Linked DNA regions of Zea mays: region 2 is linked to region 1. Evidence: chromatin contacts called from public Hi-C data. All regions are on one chromosome and are shown on one strand. The core of a region is the stretch at or near the end of the contact, and the rest is flanking DNA. Distances in the headings are between cores, read along the strand shown. Region 1 has its middle 63 kb from the start of LOC100193910. Region 2 has its middle 69 kb from the start of LOC103632738.

What was found. Hi-C and Micro-C count contacts between places; a contact is called where the count stands out from the background.
Region 2: a contact with region 1 is called in a Hi-C map of bundle sheath, with 3 times the contacts expected there. The contact joins two enhancer-like sites. A contact is called at or near these places in 4 of 25 Hi-C or Micro-C datasets (bundle sheath, leaf and tassel).

Annotation. Positions count from the first base shown.
Region 1 is chr7:116,713,617-116,720,591 of Zm-B73-REFERENCE-NAM-5.0, reverse strand. No RefSeq gene overlaps it. Among protein-coding and RNA genes, the nearest start is that of LOC100193910, 63 kb to the right of the region's middle. Within about 2 kb of position 2,486, at least 19 of the 20 cell types and tissues checked have an H3K27ac peak or open chromatin away from gene starts, as enhancers often do. A contact at or near this core is called in bundle sheath, leaf and tassel, where this site is marked.
Region 2 is chr7:116,849,229-116,856,203 of Zm-B73-REFERENCE-NAM-5.0, reverse strand. No RefSeq gene overlaps it. Among protein-coding and RNA genes, the nearest start is that of LOC103632738, 69 kb to the right of the region's middle. Within about 2 kb of position 2,508, at least 18 of the 20 cell types and tissues checked have an H3K27ac peak or open chromatin away from gene starts, as enhancers often do. A contact at or near this core is called in bundle sheath, leaf and tassel, where this site is marked.

The sequences.
Region 1 (6,975 bases), core at 1,237-3,736:
AGGTCAATCCAATGGCACGGGGAGCCTCATAGGGTGTTGATGAGTCAACTTGTGTAAGGAATTGAAGAACAACTCACCGTGGAGCTCAGTCTACGTTCACCGGCGATAGGGTGAAGTCCGGCGAGTGTGGACTGGCTTCTCCGGCGAGGCAAAGTTCGATTCCTTGCGCGGGGAGCTTCACCAAGGCACACACAGTCTACTCCGAAGGTTGGACGGGGTCGGGGATGGCTCTGCTGGCCGGTCTACGGTGGCGGGGGATCGGGTGGCCACAGGCACGCCGTGTGCAGGGCAAACGCTGGTGATCTCTGGCTCGGGTGAGGTCGAGAGCACGCGGGGGAGTACGATTGAAGCTTCGGTGGGCTTTATAGGCGTGGGTGCGGGCAACGACGCTGGCTCGGCCTTGGCGCGACGCGGGGCACGCGGGGGCGCGCGTCGGGCGTGCTCTGGCGGCTCAGAGCGCGTCGAACACGTGGCTCATTGCTTCTGCCCTTGTTCTTCCCTCTGCTGAGCGGCCAAAACATACGAATCTTGCCCTAGGACCTTTGAGAGATCTCTTCCCTGCACCTAGAGCTACCTAGTTCATGTGAGTTCCAAGGGTAGATGTGGTCGGGTTAGAGAGATATGGGGGTGGGAAGTCGGCTATGTCAGTGCTGTCCAAACCGAGACAAAACTTGTGCCAAGTAGTGTCAAACGACTTAGGGTTGGGTTCAAACTTTTCCAGGGTATTCTAGGGGTATTTTGGTGCCAATTTGTCAATTGGGTCAAATGTTTTTGAAGTTTATATGAGGGTGAACTTGTCTGATCTTTGGCCAAAGGTTGGTTTTTGGACTTAGACAATTTCTGATTTTTCTTTCATGCTCAAACCTTGGTGAACCTTTTGGGGTTTTTCTGAAATATTTTTGGGGTTACTTTCTTACTATTATTTGTAGGGTATTAAGTGTACTACAACTTTTATAATTAGCCCAAGTCATGATCATGTGGTTTTCATAACCCTTTGGTCATACTTACTTCTAGGGTTCCCATTGTCCAAAGGGGTTTGCATTAGGGTTTGGGCAATTCTCCCCTCTATACTTGCATAATAAGCCAAGGCATGACATCTAAGATGGGTTACACTTACTTAGGATCTTGATCTCCAAGTTTGGGGCACTTTGCTCAAACTAAACCACATGTGATGATAGGTTTAATAGTGTAGCCTTGGTTGAACACCCTAAGTAACACCTGGGGTGTTACAGTGATCTCGTTGAATTGCTTGATGGACTCTTGGGTGTGGTAGTCTTTGACCCTAAATTTCTTGCTCATCTTTCTTGTCTTGATTATCTTCATCTCCCCCTTGATCATTGACCTCTTCTTGAGGTGGCTCATCTTCTTGATCTTCTTCTTCAACACCTTGAGCCTGATCCTTGTCTTGAGTTGTTGGAGATGCTTGATTGGAAGATGACGGTTGATCTTGTGCTTGTGTGGCCTCTTCGTCTTCCTTAGGACACATATCCCCAATGGACATGTTCCTTAGTGTGATGCACGGAGCCTCTTCATCATCTAGCTCATCAAGATCAACTTGCTCCACTTGGGAGCCATTAGTCTCATCAAACACAATGTCACAAGAAACTTCAACTAATCCAGTGGATTTGTTGAAGACTCTATATGCCCTTGTGTTTGAGTCATAACCAAGTAAAAAGCCTTCTACACTTTTGGACCAAAGTGCCTATGTCAAAGTGGTAGAGTATCAAAAATTAAGCAACTTTTACATTTGGAGATTTGCAAGTTTTGTGGAACAATTTGGAGTAAATTGCAAAAAGTCTCAAAGGCGCTCATATGGTTAGCTCTGAAACTAGTGATATCAGGCTAAGTTCAGATCCTATTATCTCTTAAACCATGGTGATTTTGCCATGGGTCATTACAACAAACTTATAGAGCTATTTTAGTATTTCTAGTTTGATTAAGTGATCTAGCCCTAGAGCTACCTGGAAATTGGAGAAAAATGGACCTGAAGTTGGACTATCAGTCACATTAGATGCTGAAACTTGACTGGCAGTGTATTCTGATGAACTTTGAGATCGAATTGCGCATGATTCGATGAGTATCTAATCAAGCACCCTATAACAAAGTTAAAACTGGTATATTAGGCAACAACTTTGTTGTAGTAGGATTAGTGAGTTGTCACATGAAAATTGGAGAACGAAACCCTTCAATTCGCTCTGTCAGGCGCACTGATGAGGATCGCATGGTACAGTAACTGAACAAAATCGCAGGTGCAGTGTATCTCGCTGCAGGTGATCTCCGCGTCAGGATTCGCTGGTCGTAGTGATTCGTGTGGGGATTAGGAAGGATATTACCGCGGACGTGAAAAGATCGGCGGGGAGTGGATCGAGCCGACCTCATGGTACCCACTTGCCCGCCAATGTGGCCGCGTGACCACCACCGTCGTGACCGCCGTTTACTGGAGTCTGCCACGCTACATGCCATAGTACCACGTCACAGTAAGTCATGATGAACGGCCAACTACTATCTCGAGCCTTTGCCCCAGTGAGCATCACGACAGATAAACTCTGGTGACTCATTCTCTCATCACCGCAAGCTCTTCTCCGTCCAAATTCGTCGTACTCATGGTCGCCCTCTATAAATTGAGTGTTCGGCCTGCTCCGCTATCTTGTTACGAAGCTAGTGCACCGTTCCTCGCTCCCGATTAGCCAACACAGCCCCCGAATTTGGAATTTCCCCCAAATCGGCCAAGAACGCCGCCGTGTGACCTCGCGCCGTGGCCAGCCATCTGCAGGTCCGTTCATGTCCCTCTCATTTGCGTTTATGCATCCTTTGACGCTAGGACAGCTCTTGGTCTCGACTGATTGAACGCTACCGTGCCATAGTGTAGAGAACGGGCGATGGTACTGTCCGAGAACGCCGCCGCGGACATAGCTCACGTAGACCGGCCGTTCCGGGTAGTTTCCGTCCAAGTTTGCGCAAGAACCATAACCATAGTAAGCCACTCAGTCCTTCCGCATCCTTGGATTTAGCTAGACCGGCTCGGGTGCACCGGTAAAGTCACGCCGGTGATCCGGTTCCACTGCCACCGCGGGTAGCTGAGTTAAGGGTGCTCTGACCAAATTAAGCGCGTGAATAGGCTCGAGTTACATCCCTGAGGGTGTCCGCATGCTCGGCACCATCGGAGCACGTCCTCGACAATGGGTATGCACGGCTCCGACCATGTGCTTGGCGTGCCGTCGCCAGGGACTTGATGTGTGAAGGAATAGAAATGCAGGGGCTTAAGTGCAATGGTCAGAGAAACATATGAATAGTGCTTAGGGACTCTTTACGGTTTATTTAATAGGTCGAGGGTCTCTGCGCAAATTCGCCAGCGTGGGCGCTTACGTGTTTTCCCTGTTCGCGGGCCGACTTGGGCTGAATTGAGCCCAACATTATTCATTGTTTCTCTTTTTCTTTTTGCTGGCAGATTAGGAAATGTGTAGAAATAGTAGAAAAATGATAAAATTATGAAACAAATTTTGCTAGACTCCTAAAATTATCTAGTATTTAATAAAAAATAGTTCCAAGATTTTTATTCCAAACCTATAATTATGTAGCATTTAAAAATGCTCAAACCAAGCCTTTTAGAGTTTTAGAAATAATTTAGTAGCTCCAAAAATGGTATAACTTTTTGGGTAGGCTTAGTATGATGATTGAAAACCTTGGGTGAAGTTTGAAATGATTCGGACACTGTTTGGTCACAACCCCAATAACTAGCCTCCTAGAGTTAATTTACTTAACACTAATAGAATACCAACTTAGGAAACCCTAGTGATTAGTGTATACCGTGAAGGAAAGTTGTATTCAAGATACAACTTAGTATGTTTCTATTATGTAACTGCATATTCATGACATCACATAAACATTCATGTACATGTATTGTCATGTATAGAAAACGAGGAAGAAACTGTGGTTGAAGAAGTTGTCACTCAAGCTGAGAAACCTCCAGCCGATAACAACTTCTACTTCGACATCTGTGGAGTAGACCCGGAACCTCTTGCAACGCAAGGCAAGCCCCGGTGCATTATCCCTTTCATTGTTGATTTAAAATCTTTATCACCTTGTTTGATGCATTAGGTGATAGGAGTTGTGTGATAAACAATTGATGCATTTCCTTCCATGAAAAATTGATTACCATCCCTTGATACCCTGTTATGAAAAGGATTTTTATGATGCTTAGCCTTGCTTTAGAAAAACAAAATGTTTTGTTTTAAAACAAAAGGTGATGCTTCATATTGGATGGGGATTTTTACAAAGAAAATACTTATGATGATGAATCCGTCATGGCCGTGATGGGTTCCACATCTGAAAAGAAGTACCTCTGTCAGGTACCAAACTTTGGGTTTTAAATGATAAAAACGAGACCGGGCGGGTGACTTTCATGAGAAGGGTGTCTCGGTGTAGTGTCTCCATCTAAGTCGATTAAGGACCAAACCGATGTAGGCTTGATGATCGAGGACCTTTTATCTGGCCACATGCCTCGTCATGGGTAAGCTTTGCTTCGGTCGGACCAATAGCAGAAAGGCCACCACGCAATGGGAGTGGAGAGATGGCGAGAGTAGCATGTACCCTCTGTGGCAAGATGCTGGGCGGTGGTGTATCTGTGCTCTCGGTTGGCATGAACCCATTCTTGTCTTGAGAAACCCGGTGGCGAGTTGACATATGCAAGGGTTAAGTGCTACATATTTCGTGTGGTTGGAGATCCCCAGCTGGGTATTAATCGATTCTGTTCGTCGTTACTTCTCGGACATGAAGACTTGGTCATTGACTTACACGTAGCAATCAAGTGAACTGAAGGGTCGATAAAAGACGGCTAGTATATATAGGCCAAGTGCTTGATCTAGGATAGAAAGAATTCTAGATGCAGATAACTACTTAACCTATTAATAAAAATAGATTTTTAAAGATCCACTCATAGTAAGCTTTTCTGCAAACAGAGTCTTTGAATCGTGATAAACTTTACCTTGAATCCCAAAGGCCAGCATATCCTTGAGAGTCTTTTCCTTTGACGGGTAAGACTTGCAAAAGTACACTCCGTACTGAGGGTTTTCAAACCCATCTTGTTGTAGGTGATGAAAGAGCTGAGTTCTGTTGTTTCTGCTCCAAGGTGGTGCCCAAGCAAAAGGAAGAACGCTAGACTTATTTGGGGAGGGTGTTTTGCCTCCCAGTAATGTAATAATAAGTGCCACACTCGAACACCCGGTTATGTAATAACTACTCTTTCTATAATTTTATATGAATGTAAAGTATATTATTGTAATCCTTTTCGCTCATTCTCTACTCTGATTATGTGTAATATCTGTGTGATGGGTTAAGCGCTCCTGGGCGATATGATGAAGATACAGATAACCGAACTTGCCGAGTTATTATGCGCACCTGCATGACTGTCTGAGGACCTTAGGACAAGGACATCTATAGGTGGGCCTAATACCTTGGGAGGTTCTGTCACATAATTTCTCGCCCTTTGGCATTAAGCACCAAAATAGAAGAACTATTTGGCCCCTTAACCCCAGTTCCTTACACAAATCACAAGTAAAACCAAAGGCAATGAGAAAACATAGATAGGGACCCAGGACAAGATACATTGATACTAGAATGCAGTGGAAGCCCCTTCTTTGTCCAAGCCCATCTTTTTCCTTTCAATTCCATCTTTGAGACTAGATTAATATTACTCAAGCAAACACATTAGTCGCAAAGGATAAAGTTGTTATACATCCTCCCCCTAAACATCTGCATCATTTGCATAAGGACTTGTGAGGTCCGAGGATGACATGTACAACTTGAGCACCAAAAAATAAGAAAGTAAAGATAGTAATGCTCAAAGTTACATGATCAAAGGCATAAAACACATGTATGTTGTAGATCAATCCAAGTTCCACGAATCCAAGACATTTAGCTCACTACGCAACATGCAAAACCTTTTCTCATCTAAAGGCTTGGTGAAGATGTCAGCTAGCTGGTTCTCGGTGCTAATATGATAAATATCGATATCTCCCCTTTGTTGGTGGCCTCTCAGAAAGTGATGTCGGATGTCTATGTGCTTAGTGCGGCTGTGTTCAACAGGATTATCCGCCAAACGGATTGCACTCTTCTAAGGAAAATGGACCTCAGGCCATTTAGCTCAATAGGTTTTGTTGTTTGATGATCAACACAACCTGTGGACTAATGTATTTCCCAAGTGTTTTTGTGTTGTAGTTCACATGATGCGAAGTGGATTGGACTGAGGCTCTAAGGATGCAACACCTCAAAGAAGACATTATAAGACCCATATAAGACATTACAAAGTCATAATGAAGACACTTTATACATGCTAAGAGTCCAACACATCAAGAAGTAGAAGTGAGATACAAAGATGCAAAACAAAAGTGAAGTTGACAAAGTTGAGAGGAAGGGCTGACTGAATTGGAAGTGTTTCACAAAATCAAATCTACTCAAAGTGACATGGCTTCAACTCTGAGATGTAGATAATTTTATAAGCTTTCCAAAAAGTCAAAGATCATCAAAATTGGAGTTCAGAGCTAAAAGTTATGCCCATAATATGAAGTCGGAATTGCTTAAAAAATGCAGTAGCATATGGGATGTCCGTTTCACACCGGACTGTCCGGTGTGCAAATTTGCTCAAACTTGTATGGCTTCAACTCTGGGATGTATAGAATTTCATAAGCTTTCCAAAAAGTACAAGATCATTGAAAATCGGAGTTTGGAGTTAAAAAGTTATGGCCAAAATATGACAAGCGAGCATGGGTTGTCTGGTGCACATCGGACCGTCCGGTGCGCCATCTTCAGAAGTTCCAACGGCTACCTTTAATAGCTAGTACACGTGCCATGTCCGGTGCACCACCAGACAGTCCGGTGCACCTATCCGGTGCGCCGAAGAAAGCTACAGAACTGCTTTCCAACGGCTATATTTGAGTTGGGGCCTATATATACTTCACCCAACCGGCCATTTGGAGG
Region 2 (6,975 bases), core at 1,259-3,758, 140 kb before region 1:
TTTTTATCCTAGGGCTAGCTGTAGCCTGGCGGGGACGACAACATCTTCTCTCTCTTTTTTTTCTTTTGAATTGTTGTTGTTTGTATAGCGACTGAACATGATATATGGCTTGATACTGTGCACATGAAAATGAAAGAAATATAGCTTGATACTGTGCACTTGACTTAAATTGCAGTAGTAAATGAATGATATAGCTTGATACTGTGCACATGAGAAATGAAAGAAATATAACGACTGGACACCGGGACTGGTGAATGGTGATCTCCTTTTTTTGTGGGTTTTCCTGTGGTTTTACAATTAGCAAAAACATGGACGGGCACTGCACAACGAATGGCAATACGAGGTACGCCAGAGACTTCCCGGCTCATACTATTGCATTGTCTATGTGACTTCGCAACCTACAAGGTTCTGTGTGTCAAATGTAACCTGTCTGCTCACTGGATAGCTATGTCTCGTTCTCCAGTTTCGTCAGTCATAAACTGGACAGCAGATAGCTGTTGTTTTGTCCGAGTCTTCGGACGCTGAGCTGATGCATGCTGAGCGTAGTACGGAGCTTGTTCCAAGGTCTTGTTTGGATACTATAGTATTCACCTCAATCGTTCCGTCAATTCTATATTGATTGGAATGTATTGGAATAGATATGGATGTATTTTGACTTGCTATGGATTTAAACCGACTCAATATAGATGTCCAAACAGGCCACCCGGCACGGACCCGGCCCGAACCCGTTTCGGCCCGGTACGAATAGGGCCTGGCCAAGCACGGCCCGTTGATGCTTCGGGCCAGGTCGGGCTGGCCCACGTGCCTAAGGACATGCCCAAACCCGGCACGCACAGGGAAAAATCGTGCCGGGCCGGCCCGTTGGCCCGGTGGGCCTCAACGGACCGGACCGGGCACTGGCCCGAACCAACAGTAGAACGGTATATAAATACATATATTTAACAGAATTAATATATATAATAGCATATTATTTATATATATTAAGACAACAAAATATTTATGTATGCATTTTATATATGTTTGGCCGCGTATTTAGTATTTACATACTATGAAAGAATTAAATGTATTTACATATTTAATATTTACATAAATATGCGGGCCACCGTCGGGCCGACCCATTTATCGGGCCGGGCCGGGCCAAAGCACGCGGGCCGCCGTATCTGCCCATACCCGGCCCGCTAAACGGGTCGTGCCGGCCCGGGCCCGTAACCGACCGTGTCGGGCCATGTTTGGATCGGGCTAAATTCGTGTCGTGCCACGGGCCAAACGGGCGGCCCGCACTGTTTGGACATCTATACGACTCAATATCACCCAATCCAGATGGATTAACAGTGAAATGAACAAGGCCTAAGGTGGATTGGAGTGAAAATTAGGTTAATTTACACTCAATCCACTTCAATACATATGTATCGGGTGAATATTAGAGTACTAAACAAAGTCGTAGTGGGATAGCGCTGCCACTTACGCGTTCGTGCGCACGGATGTAGGGCACCACGTCTGCCATGTCTCTACTCCTATAAAAATTAGTTTTGTGTGTCATCCGCAAAGCGCAAACCTATTCTTATTCTAGCTTCTCGTCTTTCAGTGATCGTTACCTCACACATGTGAAATTAGATATGTTCTTTTCCATCTCTTCTCGTCTACTAGTGTGTCGTTACTACACAGATAAACCATGAAAAACCATCCAAATATAACATGACAGGAAATTACACAGCGCAGCGCTTACACTTAGTATCACCTCGCTAGCTGCAGTAGGACGAACGACCGAGCGACCTATTAAAAGAAGAGGTCGAGCTCTTTTTCAACTCATACCTTTTTAGTCTTTTGACTAAAATAAAGTGTAATATTTGTTATTCTTGATTTAATATCTGGTACGTGGGCTCAGTTGTACTGCTGGTAGAGTCTGTCACCCTCGGAGGCGACCCGTCAGGGAAGAAAGATTCCAGAGCTGTCTTGTGGTCAGCATGCCACCTAAGATGCCTCTAGACGGTAGAGTCGAAGAGTAGTGAAGATTAGGGATGAAAAAGATTAATTACTACTGTTAAAGGCAATGATAATAGATTGATTGGTTCGAATGTATTGTGTTTCAATCGGTTGTTCCCTTTATATATAGAAAGAGGTCTGGACCTATTTCTAGACCTATCCCAATCGATGCTTACGTGCTTAGTTGGATAAACACGTGCAAGACAAGGACTCTCACTTTATTTAATCTATTTGTGGATCGTTCGAGCTACATTTGCAGTCCGCCCGATACGTACCATTCGAACCACATGGCCGGACCCGTCCATTCGTTGCCACTATCAAATATAGTGCTCAACAAGTTCTTATAAATAAAAACTGAGCTTCCAGACGAAATCGAAATTCACGTGAACAAGTGACAGTGCACATTTCACATTGGAAAATTATCACATCGAAGTGCAAACGACGAAGGAGGCCTAATGTACCATATACGAGCCTGATCCATAAAATGTCAATTTCTTTCACGTTAATGGGCCTGTGCAGAAGCCCAAAAGTATCCAGGAGACAGAGAAGGTTTAGGGTCTCTCATATCTGGCGTTGCGACTTTGCGAGCCTGCAATGGGCTTCACCAGTCACATCGGCCATCTTCTCCTTTTCCCCGGAGCAAAAATACGTCATCTTTCAAAGAGGCTAGCTTCCGGCCCAGTACCGACACTTACAGATAGGGTTAGAAACGAGCTCCAAACTCGGTTTAGTTCGTCCATTCAACGAGCTGGAAAAAAAAAACTGACTCAGCTCGTGAGATGCACTTTAACCATTATTATTATATTTTATAATAAGTTAATAGCATATAAATATGAAACATTGAATCATCATTCTAAATAACCTAAATTACAAATCGTTGTATATTCATCACCAAAAGGCACTGCTCGACCCCGGGCCGACGCTAGTGACGAACCGCTCCGAGATCGAGCATGCTCTTAAATCCCTAATCCTCCCCAAATTTCAAAAAAAAAACTACTAATTTTTTTAGCTGATCACCAAGTAAATAATGTAAAATACTTTCTAACAGCCTCCTCAATCGATATAATTTGTTCCACCTAAACTTAGATTCGTCCGTGGGGTACACAGACACAACTACTCGAGGAGGCATAAAAGTAACAGCAAACCTCTTATTCGGTTGCAGTGTGCATCAGCGAATCTGTAACCGATGCCTACCCTGACATCATCTCAACTCAGCAGAGAACATTATTTTATTTTTTTCTGGAGGAACGACCTTAGCTGGCCTTGCTTCGTTCCCATCCCATGACGATGACGCGGTCCGCAGCAGAAGAGTCAATCAAGCGCCGGGACGGAAAAGCATGACAAGAGAACGTAACCAACCGCCGCCGACGACGACGAGGTGCTAGTGCGTAGCAAAGTCGGCGGCGCGTTCCCGCGCGCGCCGACGACGGCCGCACCGCGACAAGCAGCAGCCGAACCAAAATGTACGCAGAAGCCCAAATGCATGCATGTATCCATCTCGACGACGGCCGTCTCGGCGCCTCCCGTTCCCACGCGGCCACACCCACACCGCGCAAAATAGAGACAGCCGACGACGACGAGAACGCTGACCGTGACCGTACATCCTTCTCGGCCGACGACGCCCACGCTGCTTTCGGCCCCCGCTTTCCGTCGCGTGTGATCTTCTTATCGCCCGCAAGGCTGCTGCAATATTCGGCTCTGCCTCTGGCCCTCTGCGTGACGAGGTACGTCCACGCTCCTCCGGCGGCACAGAGTTTGCTTAGCATCGTTGCTCTCCAAAGCGAGGAAGGAACCCCTTTTTTTCACCTGTGCACATCGCGCGGCCCCATCCATGGCTGGAAAGCGACACAATGCAAGAAAGTAGCTGAACTAGAGTGCTAGATCGATTCGATCGTATCTTACACCCTCCCCCCCCCCCCCCCCCCTGCTACGTACGTGCCGTCCGCGCCCCTCTTTGGCGACGGCCGTGCGCGCATATGCATGGCCCTCAGCTCGAAAACCTCGCGCTCACCGTCCACTTCCGGCGGCGGTATCCGAGCCACCAACAAGCATGGGGGCGGGGGCCACTGAAATCCAGGCTCCCTCTTTCGTCTTGCTTGCCTGCTGCGTGCTGCCTACGCACTCACTGAGCTACTGCAGGCTACAGCTGCTCGTCGTTGGGCCGGGCGTTAGGTACGTGGGGGCAGCCAAGCATACGCTGCCATTGTACTCAGCTCCGCTGAATAGCGCCTAATTAAGTGGGGCTCTAGACAATTATATTTCCGGGACCGGCGGCGCGAACCCGGCCAGCTCCGAATGATTGGATTTGCTGCAGCATGAACGGGACGGCTCTGACATGGTTAAGGGCTCAGCGATGCTCCGGCTGTACTTATTAACTGTTGTTGATGCGAGCAGTCGAGCCATTTCACGCGCCGTTTCAACGGTTGGTGTTTCTGGAAAACACGGTGTCGTAGCAGTCAGATGTTTGTACCCTGAACTGTTTTACAACCGCGCCCGTGAACTTTTTGGTTTTACTTTTGGTGTTTCTAGAAAAACATAGTGTTCATTTTGGATTAAAACCAACTGTTCGGACCATTACAGCTGCAATTCATGAAGAGGGAGCCTAAAGCCAAGCGAACAAGGATTTCTCTTCATCGAGGTGTCCATTTATTTTTCTTCTCCAGCGTCGTGAACTTTTCTTTTCACCAAATCCGTGAAAACCGATCCTACTCCTACCCGTTCTTTTCCCGTCTGGATATGCAACAAGCAACGTTTCCCTCGTCGCTTTCAGCAGGTCTCTTTCCCTTCACAGATGGCAAAATTTGTCGGTTTTTACTCCAAGATGAGTACGAAGTACGAACCCTCTTTTTCTCCCTATAGCACGCAACAAGGTTTTACTGTTCTTGCAGATGTTGATTTGGAGTGAAGACCAAATGTTAACACCAAATTTGTATCTGAACGATCGGACGGTCAGGTCATCTTGTGATCCACATAGTCCGCAATTAGATTAATTCAGGCTAAAGTCCTTGTCCCATTCGTGGTTATCCTAACAAACTCGTAGAAATCTATTGGATTTCACCTAAAATGGGTCTAGGCCTCCTCCCTATATATATGAAGGGGTACGATCGATTGATAACACACAATCTAATCGAACCAATCTATTTACACTATTTATCTTAGTATCTTAGGAGTAGATGTAACTTAGCTCTAGTTGTAGCATCCCAAATCTCAAGCTTCACCTCTCTACGACTGTGTCATCTATAGGCGTTTTGGGTATAATCTCTCTTTCCTGATGGAGTCCCTCTCGGAAGGCTAGATCTAGGTTAACCTGAGAGCTCTCTACACCATCGTGGATGGTCTGGTGACCTAGGGACGAAAACGATCGAAAAAGAGCTAAATTGTTTTTGTTTTCATATTTTTTGGTCGGGACGAAAACGAAAACGAAAACCAACGGTCGAAATACGGTATCGGAATTGTCGGTTATTCGAAAACGATCGAAAACGGTAAACTATAGTCGGAAAGATAACTATTTTATAGTTTTATCAAAAACATAATAAAGTGATGTATTGTCTAATTTTTAAGATTTAGAAATACACAAATAACTCCTTTTCATCATTCATATTAGTTAGATTAATTATAACATTTGGTTTTTGCTTATTCATTCACTTGAACACAACAAAAGTCTATAACTTAAATAAATTATATGGTAGATCTATCTCATATTATATAAAATGGTAGAAAAACGGTATTAGCACGACTCGGAAACGAAAAATACGAAAACGATCGAAAAACTAGCTAAATCGTTTTCGTACCGTTTCTAATCGGTTCCTGAACAATTCGAAAACGATCGGAAAAAAACAGTATTCGAAACGGGACGGTACGGGAATTTCCCATCCCGTTTTCATCCCTATGGTGACCTATCGCAGATTGTTCGACACCCTGTAGAGTTGACCCTAAGGTCCTGCACTTAGTGTGGAGGCCTTACGGTTTGTTGGTTTGTGGCCCCAAAAGGCAGTGGATCCTTAGGGTTGGTTTACTGTTCTTGCACATGTTGATTTGGAGAGAGGACCAATGGTTGAACATCAAATTTGGCATCTGGACGGTCCGACGGTCCACGCCTTAGACGGTCTGCAGGAGTAGACTGGACGGTCCGTGATTAGATTAATTCAGTATGGAGTCTTTTATCTCGGGTGTGGTTATCCCAGGGTTGGAAAAAAGCTCGAGCTCGACGAGCTGGCTCGGGCTCGCAACAGCTCGGCTCGGCTCGGACTGGCTCAACGCTCAGAACGAGCCCGAGCCGAGCCTTGGAGCCTTTTTTATGGCTTGTGAAAAGAGCGAGCCAGCTCGGCTCGGCTCGCTGCAGCTCACGAGTTGGCTTGTGGTTCGACCCAACAACAATTTGTTACATAAAATCCTAATTAGCATATAATATTAGTATTGAGTAGACAATTAATTTATGTTATTTGAGATTATTATACAAAATTAATCTATTTGCTATATTATATTAGTAATATATATTTTACTAATTTAAAATATGTCATTTAAAATACTTTTAAGATTTTATATTATAATTTAGAGAGCAAACGTTTATGGCTAGGCTCGTTGGCTCGGTGAGCCGGCTCACGAGCTAGGAGCGAGCCGAGCCCCTTTTTCAAGCTCGGTAGTCGGTAGATGGGCGAATCGAGCCGAGCTCGGCTCGTTGCATGAGCGAACCGAACCGAGCCGAGCTCAGCTCGGCTCATTTCCACCCCTAGGTTATCCTAACGAACTCATGGAAATCTGTGATAAGGTTACCTTGATGGGGAGAACGGTGGGAACAGGAGAAAATCTAGGTTACCTTGATGGGGAGAACGGTGCCTCGTTGGATTGGTCGCCCGCGCGGACCTAGAGGTGGACACGGGTGGAGAGGAAATAGGGTGACCGCTTGAGCATCTCCACAAGTGTCACACCCGGTTTTAGAAGGCAAACCGAATGCGAACCATGTACGTGCCAGGATCAGTTATTCACGTACAC